Regions from separate parts of the Mus musculus genome. Here regions 1, 2 and 4 are each linked to region 3. A link is a contact called in public promoter capture Hi-C data. All regions are on one chromosome and are shown on one strand. The core of a region is the stretch at or near the end of the contact, and the rest is flanking DNA. Distances in the headings are between cores, read along the strand shown. Region 1 holds the start of Itgb3bp (integrin beta 3 binding protein (beta3-endonexin)). Region 2 holds the start of Sgip1 (SH3-domain GRB2-like (endophilin) interacting protein 1). Region 3 holds the start of Leprot (leptin receptor overlapping transcript). Region 4 holds the start of Alg6 (asparagine-linked glycosylation 6 (alpha-1,3,-glucosyltransferase)).

Evidence for each region. Promoter capture Hi-C pulls out the DNA fragments that hold promoters and counts their contacts.
Region 1: a contact with region 3 is called in a promoter capture Hi-C map of pre-B cells, with 5 times the contacts expected there. The contact joins the promoter of Itgb3bp here to the promoter of Leprot in region 3. A contact is called at or near these places in 3 of 39 promoter capture datasets (hippocampal neurons, liver and pre-B cells), 2 of 115 datasets of contacts at active chromatin or transcription factors (astrocytes and large pre-B cells) and 2 of 9 other capture datasets (adipose tissue and liver).
Region 2: a promoter capture Hi-C map of hippocampal neurons shows a contact between it and region 3, with 3 times the contacts expected there. The contact joins the promoter of Sgip1 here to the promoter of Leprot in region 3. A contact is called at or near these places in 1 of 39 promoter capture datasets (hippocampal neurons) and 1 of 115 datasets of contacts at active chromatin or transcription factors (astrocytes).
Region 4: a promoter capture Hi-C map of pre-B cells shows a contact between it and region 3, with 4 times the contacts expected there. The contact joins the promoter of Alg6 here to the promoter of Leprot in region 3. A contact is called at or near these places in 3 of 39 promoter capture datasets (the C10 cell line, liver and pre-B cells), 5 of 484 Hi-C or Micro-C datasets (CD4 T cells, the G1E-ER4 cell line, muscle stem cells and 1 more) and 1 of 9 other capture datasets (liver).

What each region holds. Positions count from the first base shown.
Region 1 is chr4:99,827,535-99,830,907 of GRCm38.p6, forward strand. It overlaps Itgb3bp (integrin beta 3 binding protein (beta3-endonexin)), which reads right to left and starts at 1,624. Exons shown (of 9, transcript NM_026348.4): 1 at 1,549-1,624. The coding sequence starts at 1,553. It overlaps Efcab7 (EF-hand calcium binding domain 7), which reads left to right and starts at 1,911. Exons shown (of 14, transcript NM_145549.2): 1 at 1,911-2,020.
Region 2 is chr4:102,758,411-102,761,832 of GRCm38.p6, forward strand. Sgip1 (SH3-domain GRB2-like (endophilin) interacting protein 1) reads left to right here and starts at 1,725. Exons shown (of 26, transcript NM_001285852.1): 1 at 1,725-2,155. The coding sequence starts at 2,146.
Region 3 is chr4:101,645,971-101,649,445 of GRCm38.p6, forward strand. Leprot (leptin receptor overlapping transcript) reads left to right here and starts at 1,813. Exons shown (of 4, transcript NM_175036.4): 1 at 1,813-1,855. The coding sequence starts at 1,840.
Region 4 is chr4:99,713,438-99,717,119 of GRCm38.p6, forward strand. Alg6 (asparagine-linked glycosylation 6 (alpha-1,3,-glucosyltransferase)) reads left to right here and starts at 2,193. Exons shown (of 15, transcript NM_001081264.1): 1 at 2,193-2,269.

The DNA of each region.
Region 1 (3,373 bases), core at 374-2,873, 1.8 Mb before region 3:
TCTATATTTTCCAGTGGTCTTAGGTGGCCCCTGTGTAAGGCTGTTCGACCACCAAAGGGGTCATAACCCACAGGTTGAGAACCACTGCGCTACAGCGTGACTATGCTTCATACATGAAATTATTATGATGGCTTTAATCTCTTTGCTAAAACACATTAGCAGCAAAGCTGGGTCTAGGATGTAGTTCATCAGGTACAGTGCTCAGTTACTATACACAAAGCTTTAGGTTGGACCCCCAGCACTGAATAAACAGTGGGCGGTATGCAATCCCAGCACTGGGGGAGGTGGACGGAAAATTAGAAGTTTGTTGTTTTCTTCAGCTACAAAGTGAGTTTAAGATCAGCCTGGGTTATACAAGCCCCTGATTCTTTAGAAAAATGGACCAACCAACACAACTGCTAAAAATATGGGATGTCAATGTACTTAATGAAACTCTTCTAATATAACAACATCTACTCATATATTAAAGTTGCCAGTTGCCAGAAAAATATCCACTTCCAATAGATTTTGGTTCCTCACTTCTGTAAACAGATCAGGAACATAGTTTACACACCAAATTCATTTTCATTCTTTTCCTGCTTAAGTTTTGTTCCCTCATCTTTGCCAGCAATGTTATAATAGACATTTTTCTAATGCATTAAAAGATAAACCTTTTTAGAATGGTGAGTTAATAAATATTGTTATTTCCGAAGGTCCTCCTTCTTTTATGTCAGCTCATATCTTACACAAGTATCCCCGATAATATCTTAGTTTGCATTTTACTCAAACAGGAAAATGTTACCCTAGCAGGAAGTACCTAAATCAGCCTGGTACGGGGGTAGCCAAAGAAGTATTACAAGAGTTAGGTCTTCCTCCTCCCTCAAATTCTTTAAAAAGACCCTGTTTTTTTTAAAAACAAAACAAAACAAAAAAAAAAAAAAACCTGTTTATACAACCGCTAACTGTGCTTTATATAGCCTATGTAGGGTAGCCGAAGGGTAGCAGTCTAGCACAATACCCATCTCTACTATGGTCATTTTCGGTAATCACATTATTGGGGTTGGGCTGTAACTTAAAGATGACCCAATACAAACCCACTTTTTACTTTTTTCAAGCTTATTTTTATAAGTAAGAAAAGTAAATCACTTATTACTGAGTTGCTAAGTGATAATCTTAAGAATCTTTCAGTGCCTGAAATCCATTCAGTCCATGAAATCTCTCCCGAGTTTCAGAGAACTCACTACACAAATGCTTAACAAGCATTTAAAAATTCTACAAATTACAGAGAAATGTTTACTTAATATACTCTTTCATTCTTAGTCATTTCAAGTTAGACATTACTCAGATTTAGCCCGCAGCTTACACAATGATGTGAAGTTTTAAGAGTCAAAGAAGTGTTGGAAGGGTAGAGGTAGGTTGGGAATACCAAGCATCCCGACGCTGTCAACAGAGAAAAGTTTATAGAAATAAAAAAGACAAGGTGACCATGGGACGGCATACTCTTCCTGTATACTCTTTTTGCTCATAGAGGGCCCACAAAACAGCAACGTCTGGGGAAGGGATACCTACGGCATTTCGGGACTCCGTTGCTGGACAGAACCAACTGAGAAACCGCAAACGCGGAAGCATAAAAAGCCCGCGTAGTAAGCGCTGGATGAGGTGTCACCCCGTATGCAGCTCGCCGGAAACAGTCTCCGCGCGAGAAAGAGCCTGAACGTGTTCAAGGAAATGGTGCAGGGAGTCTAAGGCCAGAATCCATTTAGCCCCAGCCGCATGCAGCGCACGACCCTCCTCACTATTGTGGACATGCCAGCCTCGCAACAGATAAGCTACAATGCCATGGCTGTTCTCTCTCGGTCAATGGTCCACAAATCTCTGGTCGGAGCGTTTGGAAGGTGCTCTGCCTCTTATTTCCGGTGGCGGCGAGGCGCAGTTGCTATGGTAATCTAAAAAAGGCGGAGGTCTGTCCGGTTGCGCCGAGAGGTTCGCGGATCTACTAACGAAAATTGGCTGCTCTTCTTGGTTTGTGAGCTGAAATTAGGTAGCCACCAAGCCTCTCTCTTGCTCTGTCGCTCGCTCTGCTCTTCATTGTGCGGCCGCCTCTCCCATCTGCTACGTTTACTTCTGTGTCCTCCTAAGAGCCGGTGCATGCCCCGAAACACACAAGGGGATGCAGCATCGTGGCCAGAGGAGTACAAAAAACGGAGAGAGCTTGTCTGGGATTAGTTGTGACTGTTTCACGGTGCAGCGACGGTGACTGGATGGCTCTCTGTTTTCATTTGGCCCTTTAGACGCCTTAGGCGCTTTTAACAGTTTATTTTTCCTGCTTATTGTGTGCCTAGTTATTTATGGAGCCGTTTGCTACAATATACTCTCCAGGCCCCTGTCTCAGACTTGGGCTAGAATTTTAAATAAAAGGTGGTTTCCGAGCCCTAGGGGTGCAATTATATATTTATTTAAGCTTCAGTTTGGACTGTCTTCACAGGAAGGGAAAGAATAGAATTCTGGAACATTTCTGTCCAGGGATTTTCATGTGAGAATAACCCCATTTGGAAGGAGCACTTGAAGATCCTTAAAAATGTTTTTAAATTGCTTGCTGTAAGCCGAGTGCTTGCTCTTCCTTATTGGAATAGTTTTCTTTCCCGTTTGTGAGATGGCGCGCACGCATATGTGTTTAAAACCGATGTTTAATTATGGTGATACCAATTTGCAGTAACCAGACTGTGACACCACATCCCTATGGGGTCCTTCTAAATCTGGTGTAATATGAAAGTGTCAGGCAGGCGGTCTGTGTATTATAAATAGGGTACTTCATCCATGATAAGCGATTATTATCTTTCTTTCCCAAGTGTAAAAGACCTACATAATTCAAGAAGGTGCCAGTGATTTAGGCCTCCTGAGTATGAATCCAATGAGTCCTGAAGGGGACCCTACCTGTGTCATCTTATTGTTCAACTTGAACTATTCAATTTATTAGATTGGAATGTATTTTTAGAAGTCAACGCAGGATAAAGCAATGTTGGAAGCCATTAGACCACCAGAACAATTTTGCCCTGCATAGTAGCCTTTGTTCAATAAACCTTCATTCACATTAAAAGAAGAAATGACTGAGATTTCACAAATTACCACTGACTGGGTGACATCTCTGTCCCTCAATTTCATCATCTGTAAAATGGACAAAAAGTGCCTGGTCAGTGTAGAAAGGATTAAATAAGACGTTTGATTGTATATTAATGTCTTATGAGCAGACATGCTGTATAGACACTAAATATTATTACTAGTAAAGGAACTTTATAAAGCTCAATGTAATCGGTGGAACTTCAAATATCCAGTGATTTGACATGAGCTGTATTATAGAAATGTGAATGAAATGATAGTTAATCCTGCTATGGGG
Region 2 (3,422 bases), core at 475-2,974, 1.1 Mb after region 3:
CCTTTATTCAATAACCCACCACAGTTTTTAGAGCCAATCAACTTGCCCTTAAGACAAGTGTTACTTTGTAATCTCTTCCTTTTAAAACTCTACGGCCTCATAGGCCTCGGGAAAAAGCCACGAGCATGTATAGCTCTCAGGAGACTTTAATGTTTAAATGCAGAAGCCACAGAAAGATGGATCCTTGTGGGAAAACAATGAGGCTTTTAAAAATTATTATTATTGCTATTATCATTAATTATTATTATAAAACTCTTGTAAGTTACTAAGAAGCTGAGTTGCTTTTTGATTTTGACTAATTCATCTCTTCGTTCGGCCTCTTTAGTATTTCATAGCCACCAATATCTCGTATTCCCTCTGGAGGAAAGAATCAGACTATGTCGAGATCTGGGTAATACTAAGTGAGGGTGTTATAAATGATCAGCCCTATTGTTAGTTTCTGACCTGATCTTCAATAAAGAGATTTTCATAGCCCCGGCTTTGCTATTCTTCCTTAGTTTAAAGACCTTTCTCTAGCCTTTTCATCATCTGCTCCCTACAGTGATAGGCCTTCCTTACTCGATTCAATTTATTTCTTTTTGCTTTGTTTTAGCCTGGTTAAACCCAGGATCACAGGACACCAGGCCTGGGAGTCCCTCCCTTTGAAGGACTCCTAGGACTTTTGATAGCACTCAGGTGACAGACCCTCAGCTCCACCAGACCTTGTGCCTGAACCTTTCCCCATTCTAGCAAGTTGCCAAGGCCCAGGCTCCGCCCATTCCTCCAGCGCAACCTGGACCGATTGCCTTCCTCTCTGGATTTCCCTTGGGGTGAACGACTGGGCTCCTAGGCGACTGAAGACTGCAGGAGGAGCGTCTTGCAAAACCTGCCATGTAGCAGCGGCTTCAGTTGGCAGCTGTAGCCGAGGCTGCAAGCGAGGCTCCCCACCTGGGGCAGGCGTCTGCCCAGCTCGGCTGGAGGACGCGGTGACGGAGGGCCCCCGCAGCCCCGGGGTCGCGGCTGCGGAGCGGAGTGCGTGGGAGGAGGCGACTCGCGCACGCCTGAGGCGGCCAACGCTTAGACTCTTGCCTTCAATCCCCCTCTCCCGCCTCTCGCCCCAGAAATGAGCTGGAGCATCGCCTGTTTGATTCCAGAGCCCGAATCGGGTGGGTTCTTTTGTTTCTTTGTTTTAATGACAGTTGCCAGCCCTTGGGCATGTCATGCGCAATTAATTTCCTGCTTCCTTTCAAGGCAGCTGGGATGAATTTTTTTTCCTGCATCATCCTTTGGGGGATGGTTGTTTATGATGTGACGTCAGCGAATTGATTTTTCTCTCGTGAATGAGAGGAAGAGACACACAAGGAGAGACAGAGAGACCTAGACAGAGAGACAGGGCGCGGGGGGTGTGGGGGCCAGAGAGACCTAAAGAGAGCGCGAGCCAGCCACAGATGACAGATGTGCACAGAGGCCAAGCGCTGACATTTGAAATTCCTTCAGGTCAAAGTGAGGTTGGAATGGGAGTGTAAACGTGTGTTGCTAAGATCTGGAATTACTAAGAAGTGTTTTCTTAAAAAAATAAGTAAAAGAGAGAAAAACGAAAAAAAAAAAAAAATCCCTGGGATCAGCCTCCTGGGCTTCTTTCTTGCTGGCATCCCCTGTCAGGGTGGCAGTTCAGATCATCGGGCGCCCCAGAGCCGCAATAGGCTTGCAAGGACCACGAGGAGGGGCGGGGGAAGTGCGTCACCAGGTGGGGAAGGGGCTGTGTGTTTGGAGAGGAGCGGGAGGCAGTGGGGGTAGCGAGCAATGGGGACGGGAAATGGGTTCCGTGCGCTCTCCGGGGGTATTGTGTCAGGAGATGCAGGCTGGCTACCATGTGACGCGGTCCAGAGCTGAAGGGATTGGCCGAGGCAGCGCAGGCGGTGCAGCTCGCCGGCTTGCTGTTCCTCTCTGCCTTTCTCTCACAGCATCTTCCTGGGAGACTGTAGGTGAAGCAGCACTAGCTGCATCCATGGCCGGTCTTTCGGGTTAACACTTGTCTCCTTTGGCTTGGCAGCAAGCAGAGCAGACCTCAGCGGCAGCTTTGTGAGGACTTAGCTGGGACCTGGAAGCGTATCCTCCTGTGTTTTTTCTGACTTCTTGGAAAATAAGGAATGCAATTCTGCCACCATGATGGAAGGTAGGATTCCCTCTGCTGTGGTTGGCTGGCTCCAGGCAAGATTTGGGTAGACCAGTATGGAAGAATGCATGCAGCCCGTGGTGTCTGTGTCTAGAACCTGGCTGCCAGGATTTTTGCAAGCAGATACTGCAGCTTGCTTGCAACCGGGCCCAGGCTTAGACTAATGGAATCAAACCACAGGGTTTCTGTCTAGCTCAGAATCTCCACAGCTCCCAGCCTCTTTGAAAAGAGAAAAGCCTAAGTGTTTGCAGAGAGCTGAGGCAGCCAAGAATAAGGTCTCAGAACAAACAAGTTGGGGAAGAAGATAAGGGGTTTCTGTGGAAGGTTAAGCACGCTGGTTAAATCTTTGCAATGGAAAGTATTTTCCGAAATTGATATTAGACAGAAGAGGTCATCGAGAGAGTTATCTATGCTGGCATTTTCAGTGAACTGCTTACATATCTTATAAGATATTCTGATCTTTGAGGTTTGCATTATAGTATTGGAGTGAGGGGTGCAACAAATTTGGTTCATAAACTGGAGTTTTATGAGGGCTGTCATTGCAGCAGAATGAACGATCTAAGAAAAAGACCTGGGCCTCTTTGCTCCTTCATCAGGTTCAGACCAGTTCGTAGAGGAAATGGCTCTTAGTTTAGCATCAAGTGATTAGTTGCTGATTATCTTACTGCATTTAATACTAAGTGTAGGGAGGACCTTCCCCTGGGAGATGCTATTTAAACTACATTTTATTCTACCAGCTTGCCCTTTCCAGTCTAAGATAGTGACAGCCAACATCACCTCAGAAAAAGCAACAAATTGGTCAGAGAAGAAGCAGACAGCTCTATGTTGCCTTTGATTATCTGTTTTCACATTGCAGGATGGGGTAAAACTCCTGGCCTTTCCTAAGATGACAGGCAGAAATTTTGGACCCAGGCTAGATTTTATAATGCAGAACCTAGTGCATAATGGGTCTCAGATCAGCCACAGAAATGTCAGAGGGGCCACCTAAAGCCAAGGTCTGTCCTACCAGTTGCCAATGGTCAATGGACCTTAGCAATTTACCAAACTGGAATAAAAGGGAGATGGTTTCAACAAAACCAGTGAAGCTCCCCTTGTCTCTCCGCCACCCTCCTTTCCCCCTTCCCACCCCCCCCCCCCCGTCATCATGTCAAATGTCATTAGTGTGACTCCAGGGAGAGAAGAATTCTGGGGTAGAAGCTCATAGATTCAGGGAAATAGCCTTAAATGGAGGCAGCGCATCATTCCGTTTAGAGCCTGGTCTTGTGTT
Region 3 (3,475 bases), core at 563-3,062:
AACAAACAGTGTGGTTGAGGGTGGAAGGAGAGTGGGACGGTTTACATCACATAATCTCTTTATTTAAGGTGGGAAAAACCTACCTCCTCACTAACAGATCTCAGTGCTTATAAAGGAGAAGTTAAAAACACAGGTCTGGCAGAGCAATTTTCTGAGTGCTTTTATAGGCACCATAATCCCCCATTTTCACCAGGTACGTTGTCCATGATGCTGGCACATGCCTGACACTGCAGACCCTGTGTACAAGCTTCATCCTGTACACACTCTCAATGGTACAATGGCTTAACTTGTTGTAATGGTTACAATAGTATTAACAGTCTAAAGGAGAACAATTGCTCTATTGTGGTAAGTTATGCAAATGTGCCTCTCAGAATCACTGATTGTATACTAGGTTCTTAGCAGATTAAGCATATATATATGTATATACATATATATGTGTATATACATATTTTCCTTTTAAGTTTAGAACTTCGTGGGTTTTGACTTTCTAACCTTGTCTAAAGAGCTGTTTGGTTCAGTTCCTATTCTTTCTGAACTGCTTTCTGTAGAGGACTTGGACTACTGGATGGTTTCTAAGATGAAGGAAGATTCCACTGAAGAAGGTAAGAATAAGATGGATCTGGAGGAGTGAAAATTGGCCTTAGTTACTTGCAGGCCTGCGTTTATTTAAGGACCTAAAGAAATCCGGACCCACAGAGTTTGTAATGAATGAGGGGGATAGACGGACGCGGTAGTTTACACAAAATGTTAATGTAGTTTGCTACAAAGCAAGCAAATCTATACAAAAGTCAAAGATCTTACATAGGGATATCTCTAATCCTGATTTCTGGTGCTGTCACTCACTCCCGATCTCTACTATATCAGCCACACACTCTCAAAACAAACCACACAGGCACACAGGAAGAGTCGTCCTGGAAGGTAACCTCTCCCCATCCTTATCCCGTGCCCCACTTTTTCCACCAGTCCTTTCAGGCAAGTTTCCTAACAGCCAGCCAGGGTGATGGTGAGCATCTAGAATCTCCTGAGGCAGAGCCTGGGCCCCAAGTCACGACAGTGAGGAAGGGATGGACCCCAGATTGAGAAACAGGGCTGAGATGTCTCAGAATCCAGGATCCCCCGAAGAGTTAAAATAAAGGAGTTATTCTGAAGTAATCAAAGTGGGAGGGGGCTGAGACTAGGAGCGGAGTTCCCGGCCAGCGGGGCGGTGCTGAACAAACTGGGAGACTACTGGAATGAAGTTCTGAGTGGCAGGAAGTAGGACCAGTAGAGTCCGAGCTATGAGTGGCGGAGGCGGGATCAGTCCAATGGGGTGGAGTTCTGCATGGCGGATTGGGATCCGTGCTGGCAGGGACTGAGCTCAGCCAACTGGGGGCGGAGTCCGCGAAGTGGAGGAAGGCGTTGGGGGAGGGTCTCCATGAGCTGGAGGCAGGATTATGTGCCAGAGTGGCGGAACTGTGGGCCGAGCGGAACCGGGCCCGGCAGAGGAGGAGCTCAGAGTGGCAGGGATCAGAACCAGTATAGGAAATACTGAGTGCCTGTAGGGCAGAATCTGGCATAATTGGGTGTGAGGTTGTAATTGGCAGAATTCTAAACCAGTAGGAATCAGGTTCTGCATGGATGGTGGGATTGGGCTTCTGGGGGCGGGAAGCCACGGGATGGGGCGGAGTCTAAAATCAGGGGCGGGGCCTAATGAAGGGGCGGGGCTCCGTTGGTTGGGTAGGAAGTCAATACCGTCAGGGGGCGGGCCGGGCTTTGGATTCGCGCGCCGGCCCTGGCTAGTCTGGGTGTGGGCGGCTTTTGGAGAAAGCCGGAAGCAGCGACAGCCCCAGCTCCAGAGACATGGCGGGCGTTAAAGGTACACTGCGACCCTCGCCCGCGGCTAGTGGGTGGGGTCGCTCCTGGCTCCAGGCTGCATGGCGAGCAGCCTGTGTGCGGGTGTGCGAGTTCCTGCAGACCGCGGCCTCCCGAATGCGCGGCAGAGGTGTTTTGCGGAGCCTATAAACGCTCGCGCCCACGCCCACGCCCGTCAGTTCCCAGGCGGGGGCTTCTCCCGTGGGCTGTACGTTCCACAGTGGTCCCCTGGGCTTTTCAGTTCTCCGTAGGTCACATCAGGGTCCCACATCCTCACCTTCCTGCCCCGCCGCAGTTTCCTGTGGCTTACAGAGGAGCCTTTGTGTCCAGGATGTGTGTTGGAAACTTGGTCCTGTTGTTCCCTTACGGTTTTTCTCGCTGGGCAGAATAATTTCGGGCGTGTGGCACTTTGGAAAGTAACCAGAAATACCCTATTCGACGCAACCTTGGGGCTGCAATTAGATGGGATTTTAACAAGACTTTTCTTGAGTGTTTACTGGTCTGTGAACAGAGCAGTATGTGCTGTTTGTGTTCTTGAATGGTGATGAAAGGAGGGTACCGAAAGATTATCACCCTGATCTGTGTGAATGCAGAGCTTTGGGCGTTGGGTGGGGACAAAGTTACTGGAAGGCTTCCTGGTATTTGGATTTCTGGTCATCCGCACAGAGAAGACTTAATTTATCTCTGTGTTGGACTTCCTTTCTTTGAAAACTATCCACAAAGACCTTCCCACTCACCAACATCTGTAAGATGGATACAGTGTATACTCATGTGGATGCACTGTACATTATCTGTGCACAACTAGTAACAGACATAGCTAACCATTTTGGGGGGACTTTTGTATTTCAAATCAAAGTAAACATGGTTTACTTGGGCAATGTCCACTGTATGACGTATCCATTTGAAGACAGTGTAGAAAGCATGTAAAATTGTGTCTCACTACTACAGAGTGTTCAGTCCTGGACAGAAAGTACAAAGTAGCAACAGTAATTTATGGGCCTATGTAGTGAAAAGGAACAAAGGCTATGAAGTAGACAAGAGCACAAGGAAGTAAAACTTTGCCCATAATTCAACTGTTATTGAGAAACTATGCTGGAGACTTGGGATAAAAGATAAGTGAGAAGTTTGGACTGAGTTGATTGCCGAAAATAATTATATTGCTGTGTAAGAAAATGATGTGTGCTCTGACAGTTGAGAACATAGAGATAATATAGTGGAGGGAATCATGTTGCTCCAAAAGATATGTTTTAAGTTGTAACTCCCTGCTGCCAAATGAGGGTGTGGCCTTGTTTGCAACTAGCAGATGTTATCAATCTAAGGTTGCCTTGTGTGATGTCCTTCAGATAAGGGGGGAGGGGGAAAGCACAAAGTAAGGATTGAAGCAGAGGGCCCCAAGATGGCTTGGTAGGAAAGGCACTTGCTGTCGAGCCTTAAGACCTGCGTTTGATCCCTGGGACCTACCTGGTTGAAGGAGAGAACCAACTCGAACAGGTTATCCTCTGACCTCCACACTTGCACACGCAGTATGGTGCATGGCTACAAGTAGATAGATAAACGTAAATAAGTAATTTTTTAAAAAGTAAGAGAAACTGGAGTGCCGTAGCTGCAAGCCAAGCAGTAGTAT
Region 4 (3,682 bases), core at 943-3,442, 1.9 Mb before region 3:
CTCTTAACTGCTACACCATCATTCCAGCCCCTAGATCACAGTTCTTAACTACTTACTATCTTATGTGTCTGAAAGCTTGATCTACTCAGCAATTGCGCTATATCTTATCTTTTCTTTGCTGCTGGTAAATGTTATCATCCAAAATGCATTTATATAGCCTCTGTTATTTATAGGCATGGCACAGTCAGAGGGGAAAGATAGTACCTACTGAGAAAGAGCAGGGGCAAGTGTGTAGATGGCAGTGCTGAGGCAGTTCAGCTACGAAGTAGGGGCTTTGACACTCCTAATACTTCAATAAACAGTTTACCAATTCCATGATAAACACTATTAAAAACTATTAAACTATTATTTTAACTATTAGTTAAAAACTATTTGGCTTGAGAGGCCAGAAGAGGACATTAATAACTTTTTATCACTTTGATATATATTTTCCTTTTCATATTTCTGAATGACATGTTTTATTACCGTTACTAGTTTAAATAGTAGCTTGCCTTTTTCTTCTGGTCTCAGTGTGACATAACATAGCAATGCTTCATCTTTCATTTGGCAGAAGCTTAAACACACGAACACATGGATTTTTGGCGTGTCCAAGGTGTTTCATGTATGTGTGATCCTGTAATGTGCTGGGCTTCAGACAGCATGTGTCAGCATGCTAGAGACTTCATCAGCTCACCTCCTCCTGGCGGGCTAACACACGCTCACTTAAGTACAGCTGCTTATCTTTCTTCCCCATTAGCTCCCTCATTTCTTCAGCAAATAAAAACGTTCTATCTTTAGCTCCAGCATCTTTCCTAGGTTCTGATTCACAAGTGGCACACAAGTGTTAGTATTTTGTTGTGTTGACATCACATCAAATTCACTACAGTGTAGCATCTTCTTCCAAGTCGATTCCAAGCTTCCCAACACACTACCTTGGGGACCATCCCATAATATTCTTTCCTTTAACCTTGCTGTCCTGCACACTTCCTACATTACAAAGACCTTTACACATCCCCTGTCCCATTGACCCTTCCTAGTTCTCACCCTGGTCTAACCATAACTTTTCCCTCTGACACATCCATTATCACCTGTGTCTGATTTTTCTTTCAAAGCTAAGGTGGCTCATTCAGGAAGAAGCCTTTCCTGACAGTTAATAGTTTACACCGAGTCCAAGTCTTGTCTTAACTCCCATGGACTGTGGTGTGTATACTACTAATGTGACAGTGTGCACTTCATTGTGCTGCTTTCTATTCTTTTTTTGCATGGGAAATGCTTTTTGAAGAGAATTTTGTGAGAGCAGAGACTCCAGTGTAGTCAAACAGGTGAGCTCTAGGTTGAGTGAAAGACTGTCTCAAAATGTAAGGTGGGGATGGATAGAGAAAGACACCAGCATCGACCTTTGATCTCTTCAAGTACACACAGGTAACACATACTTCTTCCCCCACCCCCAATTCACCTCCCCCAGCAATACTCAATATTTGTTTTCACTTATGTCAGAGTTGGTGTCTACAAAATGGCACAAATCAAAAGCAGGGTGTGAGGGAAGGAGGGGGATATTATTTTTGGCAAATGTGGGAACGGATGGTTCAAGTTGCCTGATGGGGCATGTAGTGTCTATTCTGGGACGGAGTTTTTTTTTTTTTTTTTTTTTTTTGGCGGGTCAGGGACAGGGTCTTGCTGTGTATCTCAGGCTGACCCTCTTACTCTCCATCCTCTTGCCTCAGCCTCCCTAGAGGTGAGAATGTCACCGTGTGTAGCTATTGCTGCTCATAGGCTCAACCCAGAGGCTCTAGAAACGGTTTCTCACTAGAAGTAACTTCTCAACTTTACTGGGGCAAGTAGTCTTTGCTTAGCTCTAAGAAAGTAGGCTGGCTGCTGTAGGGCACTGACCCAGGAGGAAGACCTGCCACTCGGGATGAGGACTGGCCAAGGGCTCGCCAGTGCGAAGAGCGCAGGAGCCGCCCCTCACAGGAATCCGTGGGCTAAGCAGCCGCTCAAGCTTTGGCCGTGGTCCCGGGAAAGAGGAGCAAGGGGCTTTCCACCTGCCCCTGACCTAACCCCAGCCGCCAGGCTTCTCGAATTCCAGGGCTTGCACCCCGCCTCCCGCAACGTGGCAGTCTAGCTCTCCCAGTCCCGCCCCTCCACGATGACTCCGCCCACCACTCCGCCCCCTCGCCTTACGGGCTCGCTCCCGTGAGCGCCGCTGGGAGCGCGCGTGCTCCTCGGGCTGTGAGTGCGCAGGCGCATTCGCTGGTTCTCTGCGGGCGCCAATTCTGGAGAGCAGAGGCTGGTAAGAGCCTGGGGTTGCCGAGGTCTGGAGGCGGCAGGCGTCGGGAGGTCCCGGCAGCCGGCTCGAGCGGGCTTCTCGGGGGCTTGTTGGGAGGTCTCGCCCATCCCCGAGATCCCCGGCGTGTGGCTGTCCTGCAGAAGTGACGCGGCCTGGCCGGATTGGCCTCGGCGACCCTGTCCCCGCCGTCCTGTGGGTCTGTCCCTCCCGAGGCTGATGTCCCGAGGGTACCTTAGCAGGAAAAAGAAGTCTGGGACTTGACGGTCTGGCCCCTTGTCGGGATGTGCCTGCTATCTGTGCGTGGCCTCCTGAGAAAGTTGCTGAGCTGCTCTTGCAGGTGGCACAGCAGTCGCCTGCTGTTTAAGGGGGAGATAGCCCGAATGGTGGCACTGGGAGGCAGAGGCAGGAGGATCTCAGGTTTCCAGGCCAGCCTGTTCTACATTGGAGAGTTTTAGGCTAGCCAGAGCAACACGGTGAGACCTCGTGTTTCACTGTGTTTCACACAGGACTTCCGAAAATGTAGTATCCCTCACTCTCTCCTCCCTTCTCCTGCCCACATTTGTCCACCCCGACTACCTTCTCTAGTCAAGTGGGTTCCTGCTTTCTGCCAACCGAACTCTAAGGATGGAAGGACATTGAAAGGACTAGAAATGATCTTTGCTCGCATAGCAATTTTGTTCTGAATAACAAGTGAATGGCATTTCCTCATAAGCTCGTTTGTTGGAATAACATGCTTGCAGAACCATACTGTACATAATTCTACTGGAACTTGTTGCTCATCACTCACCCAGGGAACGTATCTTTTTCTGTTTCTCAGTTCAAATAACAATATTCATTTCATCTCACAAGACCTCTCCAGAGAACCCCCCTCCTCATTAACCCTACCCCCTTAGGTAATTTTTGTTGTTGTTGTTTCTGTTGTTGATCTGTGGCTTTAAAAATGTATGGTTAAATACAATGCAGGGTGTTCTTTCAATTCTTTTTTTTTTTTTAATTTTTTATTAGGTATCGTCCTCATTTACATTTCCAATGCTATCCCAAAAGTCCCCCATACACTCACCCCCACTCCCCTCCCCACCCACTCCCCCTTTTTGGCCCTGGCGTTCCCCTGTACTGGGGCATATAAAGTTTGCAAGTCCAATGGGCCTCTCTTTCCAGTGATGGCCGACTAGGCCATCTTTTGATACATATGCAGCTAGAGTCAAGAGCTCCGGGGTACTGGTTAGTTCATAATGTTGTTCCACCTATAGGGTTGCAGATCCCTTTAGTTCCTTGGCTACTTTCTCTAGCTCAATTTATTTATTTTTTTTATTAATTTGTAGTACCATACATGTGTGCTGGCTAGTTTACTGTCAATTCGACAAGCTAGAGTAGGAAGCTTTAGTTGAAGAGAACTTCAACTAAAAAAAAAAAAAA